2 separate regions of the Mus musculus genome follow, and region 1 is linked to region 2. A link is a contact called in public Hi-C data. All regions are on one chromosome and are shown on one strand. The core of a region is the stretch at or near the end of the contact, and the rest is flanking DNA. Distances in the headings are between cores, read along the strand shown. Region 1 overlaps Samhd1 (SAM domain and HD domain, 1). Region 2 holds the start of Dsn1 (DSN1 homolog, MIS12 kinetochore complex component).

Evidence for each region. Hi-C and Micro-C count contacts between places; a contact is called where the count stands out from the background.
Region 1: a Hi-C map of CD8 T cells shows a contact between it and region 2, with 2.9 times the contacts expected there. The contact joins the enhancer-like site here to the promoter of Dsn1 in region 2. A contact is called at or near these places in 5 of 39 promoter capture datasets (the C10 cell line, cranial neural crest, embryonic stem cells and 2 more), 1 of 484 Hi-C or Micro-C datasets (CD8 T cells), 6 of 115 datasets of contacts at active chromatin or transcription factors (the SCID.adh cell line, embryonic stem cells, large pre-B cells and 2 more) and 3 of 9 other capture datasets (adipose tissue, liver and pancreatic islet).

The regions. Positions count from the first base shown.
Region 1 is chr2:157,117,662-157,120,580 of GRCm38.p6, forward strand. Samhd1 (SAM domain and HD domain, 1) reads right to left here. Exons shown (of 16, transcript NM_018851.4): 6 at 2,821-2,891. Among named protein-coding and RNA genes, the nearest start is that of Samhd1, 16 kb to the right of the region's middle. Within about 2 kb of position 1,615, at least 24 of the 459 cell types and tissues checked have an H3K27ac peak or open chromatin away from gene starts, as enhancers often do. A contact at or near this core is called in CD8 T cells and memory CD8 T cells, where this site is marked.
Region 2 is chr2:157,005,761-157,008,593 of GRCm38.p6, forward strand. It overlaps Dsn1 (DSN1 homolog, MIS12 kinetochore complex component), which reads right to left and starts at 1,315. Exons shown (of 11, transcript NM_025853.3): 1 at 1,215-1,315; 2 at 88-113. The coding sequence starts at 112.

The DNA.
Region 1 (2,919 bases), core at 365-2,864, 110 kb after region 2:
TGGGGTTGGAGAAGTGGCTTAGAGGTTAAGAAAACCTGCTATCCACGCCGAGGACCTGGGTTTGGGCTCCAGCACCAGCATGGTGACTCACACCATCCGTTAGTGCAGATCCAGGGTATCCAATGGCTTATTCTCACCTCTGTACCAGGCACGAAAGTGATCACACACATGTGCATTCAGGCAACACTTATAGAAAATAAAATACATAATTTTAAAAATCCTGTGAAATTGGATCTGGGAAATAATTTTCTTAAAAAGTGTGAAACAGAATCTAGGAAGATTCATTATATATGGGAAGTTTGAAAGTGTTAATAAATTTAGATCTATGAGAAAAGGATTGACTACTATTCAAAAACATTATCCTTATTAAGCTGGGGCTATAACTGCAGATAAGACAGTTAAAAGAAAAAAAAAGTATTCTTATAAATAAAGGGAAGATTGTATTTGTACTATTTGTATAGAAGAATTAATTCCACATGAGGTCAAGTATGAAATGAAAAAAGTAAATATATATTTTTTTAAAGATTTATTTATTTTTTTATTATATGTAAGTACATTGTAGCTGTCTTCAGACACTCCAGAAGAGGGAGTCAGATCTCATTATGGATGGCTGTGAGCCACCATGTGGTTGCTGGGATTTGAACTCCGGACCTTCGGAAGAGCAGTCGGGTGCTTTTACCCACTGAGCCATCTCACCAGCCCCTAAATATATTTTCTAAAGGCTGGAGATACAGCTTAGTTGTACAGCACTTACCTATCACATGTATAACATATGTATTTGACCCCTAGCGCACACACATCAGGCACGCGCACACACAAACACACATATAGCACACAGAGAGAGAGAGACAAATATACACACATGGCACACATACAATAACGGCAGAGTAGCTCCTAGATCCTATTAGATCAGTCCTGCTTGAGAAAGAAATTATAAACCCTGGACAACTAACTCCCTAACTGTTCATCGGCCAAAAGCAAGCAGGTGTTAAAAGGGAGGAAAAGTAGGAGGGGACGGGCCAAGAGCTATCTATTCACACAGGGTGAGGTTGTGGACTAGCATCTGGGATTTTCACACGCTGCTTGTGAGCGGGTAAAGTAGAGCACACTGGAAAACCCAGTTAAGTAAACATCTGGCATATGACTCAGTAATTCTACTTCAGGTATTCAGTCAGGAGACAGGAGAAGATATTTCCACAGAGCTGTTATACAGCATCACCCACAGCAACCTGAGATGTAGTAGCTCAAATCCAAAACAACATGAAGTTCATCCAAAGAAGCAAGGACAAACTGTGGCTCATACACTAGGATACAATCTTAGCAGTAAGAAGCCATCAACGTGCAGGAATCTTAAAATCATTATACGGCACAAAAGAGCATTCACTTATGACTGTACTGTGCCGGGGAGCAAACCTAACAAGTCAATTGTTGTCAAGGGATCTCCCACTAACCTTTGCTCTTAGCCCACTTATCAACTTTTTAAATGGTTAAACATTAGAGGAAGCCCCCCTAAGCCCCCCCCCCCACGAAGTGCAAACAACAGGAAATCATATTTGCAACAGCTTTGATAGTATAAGGGAAACCAAGATACCACATCTAAGAGGAGAGAGGTGAAGCTGTGTGTGTGTGTGTGTGTGTGTGTGTGTGTGCACTGCTGTGGGTCTGATCGCCAGCATCACAGAAAACAAGCCTGACACAAGGGAAATTTCCAAATGATGAAAATGGTCCACATCCCCACTTGCCAAACTCAGATCAGCTCTGCACAGTTTCAGCCAGGAGGGATGGATAGATAGCACACGCCTTTAATCCTAGCTCTACAGAAACAGAAGCAGGCAACAGTTTCAAGGCCAGCTTGGTCTCCACAGTGAGACCTTGTCCTAGAATAAAAACAACACAACATATATCTGCATAATTTATTGAATGCAAATTATACCTAAAAAAAAAAAAAAAGAGGGCAGAGAACAAAGGGCTTGGCGTGTAAGGAGCTTTCGTCTTGCGTCCCTGCGCTTTTCTATGCCAAGGGTAGTAGAAACTGGGAAGCCAATCTCATTTCTCAGAAACTGCTTCAAAATGTACAGGTTCATCTCCAGTAAATGTGTAATTATAAAGGGTTCGCTTAAAGCCTGAAGTGAGGGTGTACCATACGCTCAGCATTGGGGAGGCTGAGGCAGAACAGAGGACAAAGTCACCCTGAACTATATAGGAAGACCCCGTGTTAAAACAAACGCTCAGTTACTGAGACCGACGATACTTAAGTTCACGGCTATTACCAAAATGAAAGCTGAAGCTGGGCTTTAAAAACAAACCCTAGGGGTTGCCGAGATGGCTCAGAGTTTAAGAGTAGTGTCTACTCCTCTAGAGGTCCTGAGTTCAATTCCCAGCAGCCACGTGGTGGCTCATAACGATCTAAAATGAGAGCTGATGCCTAAGAGTTCTGATTCTGCAGGCAGAATATTGTATATATAACAAATGAATGAACAAATAAATAAATCTTTAAAAGAAAACAAAGTCTACAGTAATCTGACAGAGTAGAACGGACACTGCATTGAAAGAGGGGAGCTGGCTCTCCAGGGCTGGTCCACCACTCCATGACCCTGTGAAGTCAGGCACATCTCTATGCTTCTGAGGGCTCTGAACAGAAGATAAGGTCCTTTCTCCACAGGCTACTGTGAGGGCTGAAACACAGACCCATGAACAGAAGCACCCTGAATGCTGTCCCAGGGAAGGATGCTACAACACACAGAAGGAAACAGATCTTAGTTGAATAACTAGATAAAATACTACTTCTTTCTATGGACTTTGCGACACATCAATACATACCTTCCACTTTTTCTCTGGGCGAGCCCGTGGGATAAACCTTCCATCAAACATATGAGAAAATGGCCCATGACCTAAAAACAAAAGCAGTCTTCAAATAAA
Region 2 (2,833 bases), core at 65-2,564:
AGGCACCAGGAGCCAAGGAGGATTCTGGGATAGTTCAGGAGCCTGATTCCCAAAGCAAGAGGCATTGAATTTCACTGTAAAACTCACCTTCTGATCTGGTCACTGACGTCATCCTGGATGAAGGAGGAAAACAGGAAAATGAGGAGATCCGTTCGAGCTCCAGTCTCACAGGGGCCTCACTATCCCATAATAGGTCTCATGCTTCAGGTGCCCTCACTTGCCTCCTCCGAGATTCTCAGCAGCAAGATTACTATCACTGACTGCTGTCTTCAAGAACTCGGTCTACAGAACCTATCTTAGCTCCTCACTTTGTGAGGCACTAGCCCCCAGTTCCGTGGAAGGTCTTAGGATCTTTGTTTTCCAAACGAGAAAACAAACAAACAAACCCCGCATCACTTCTTACTCTCTCCAGATTTTGCCATGGCTGGAAATCCTACTTTTTAATCTCTGCCCACATCTGTCCTTCTACCCATAAAACAGAGTCATCCTCCTCCCTAACTCTGCTTAAATACGCAGTCACTTCTCTTTGGCAGATTTGGAGGCCACACATCTTTCCTCTATAGAACTGGTTGGAGATCGCACCACATCCCCATTTCCAGCACCTGTCACAGAAAACAGACAGAGAGGCAAGGTCGAGTATCCATCCCGCCACCTTGCATCTAAGTCTCCCTCCCAAAAGACCGCTGAATGTGGAGGACGCTTGGTAAAAGCGAATGGAGGCTGAGGGACCATACTGAAAGGACAAAGACTCTAAAGATCTAAATCACCACAATCCTCGTGGGTGATCACACAGACTCCAGCTTGGATAACAGACATTGAAGCGCTTCTGAGGCTGTACACGTGACAGCCTTCTGACGTCATTATCCCAATCAACAACAGGTCCCACAACTCTGAGTAAGGGACTCTTTCGGGAGACCCAGGTTCCCGGGGCACAGCAGTGTAACCCCGGCTGCCACCCCAGCCCTCCGACCTGTCCCAGGCCACTATCTGGAGTCAAGGACGCCAGCAGTGCCCGGGAGCGAGGAGTGGCCTTCTTTCAGGCGTCCTGTCAGGAGAAAGTCTCTGAGCCCCCGGGGCCCTGCGGCTGGGAGCGGCCGGTGGGCCGGGCAGAGGCGGGTCAGGGGAGAACCACATCCGGGTCCCGAACCCCAGCGTGACGCCGGTCTAGCCCAGCTCCCCTCCCCGCGTTCCTGAACCAGTAAGCCCAAGGTCACCTCTGCAAACTCGGCGTCGCCGCAGAAGGTCCTCTCCCGCGTCAGTCCGGTTCGGGGTTCCCCGCTGCCTCCGCTACTTACGAAACTCCCGCCGAACAACTGCGCGTGCGCAGCCTCCGCCTTCCGCGCTGGCTCGCGCAACCCGTGCCTCCGGCGGAGCGCCTGCGTACTCCGGGATTTAACGTTCTGGCCCAAGCGCACCTTGTCCTACCGTTTTCACCCAGCTACAGATCAAGCACATCTGCAGCTACGTCCAGGCCTGGGGATTGACCTCTCCAAAACACCAGTTTGCTGACTTTTCCCGCCGTACATCCTACCTATGGGTGTGGTGCTGTTCCAGGCCATGGCTTCCCCTCTATCTCTTTGATTCCAAAAGTCTGGACAGTGACTTTCTCCAGGGAGAACTGGAGCTCTGAGCTCAGTCTGTACCCTGCCTATCTTCCTGCTCCATGGGCCCCTCCCATGGGCCCTTAAGTACCTAGCAAAGTTCAAGCACACCCCCTGCCAGCGTTAACAGCCAACCCTACTGCCACAACCCCGTGCCAATTCTTGCCTCTGTTCCTTTGTTCGAGCATGCTTTTTGCCTGGAAAGCCTTTCCTTTCTCCTTCCACCCTTCTATGTTGACGCTAGATGTTCAGTGCTCATGTCTGTTCCACTGTCCCGTGCCTGGGAGGGTCTTCTTCAGGACAAGGTATAGAGGCATCAGAATGCCCCCCATGCATCAATGAAGTGAATCCTTTCAGATCTGAACCTTGTGAACTGAGAGTAGTACGAAAGATTCCAAAGGTCCAGTTGTGGTGGTGCATGCCTTTAATCCCAGTACTGGGAAGACAGAGGCAGGAGGATCTCTGTGTCTTTGAGGCCAGCCTAGTACCCGGGCCAGCCAAGGATACATAGTGAGACCCTGTCTCAAACAAACAAACAAAAAACAAACAAAAAAAACAAAGAAGCAAAAGATGGGTCTGGCAGTGGTGGTGCACTCCTTTAATCCCAGCACTTGGGAGGCAGAGGCAGGTGGATTTCTGAGTTCGAGGCCAACCTGGTCTACAGAGTGAGTTCCAGGATAGCCAGGGCTATACAGAGAAACCCTGTCTCAAAAAACCAAAAAAAAAAAAAAAAAAAAAAAAAAAAGCAGAAGATGGCTAGCTGAACCATAATTTTGATAATTTTGACCATTTTGAAGTAATTGTGGTCCCTTGGAAGTTTTTTGGTAAGAGGTAGAAATGTGTATTCCAGAAGTTTCTACTCTGCCATTCTGGTCTAATAGTTTCAACAGCTATCTGGAAGAGGTGTGTTCTTATTCCTGAATATCACTTCCTGGAGCACCTCATGTGTTGATGTCCCCAAAACAGAACTTAATATTCCCGGCCAGAGCTGGCCATGTTGGGACACACTGAGATCACTGCCTCGTGGAATCCAGTCCCAGTAAACATCCTTGCTCGGAAGTCTTCCGTGGCTCCCTTCTGTTAATAAGATGCATACAGATTCTTGCCCTGTTCCACATCAAAGTTTCATTTCTTAACTTCATTTCCCCACCCCCTTTCTGGTTACTTTAAAGCAGGTTCTCATGTACCCCAGGCTGGCCTCAGTATATAGCCAAAGATGACACTGTAACTTC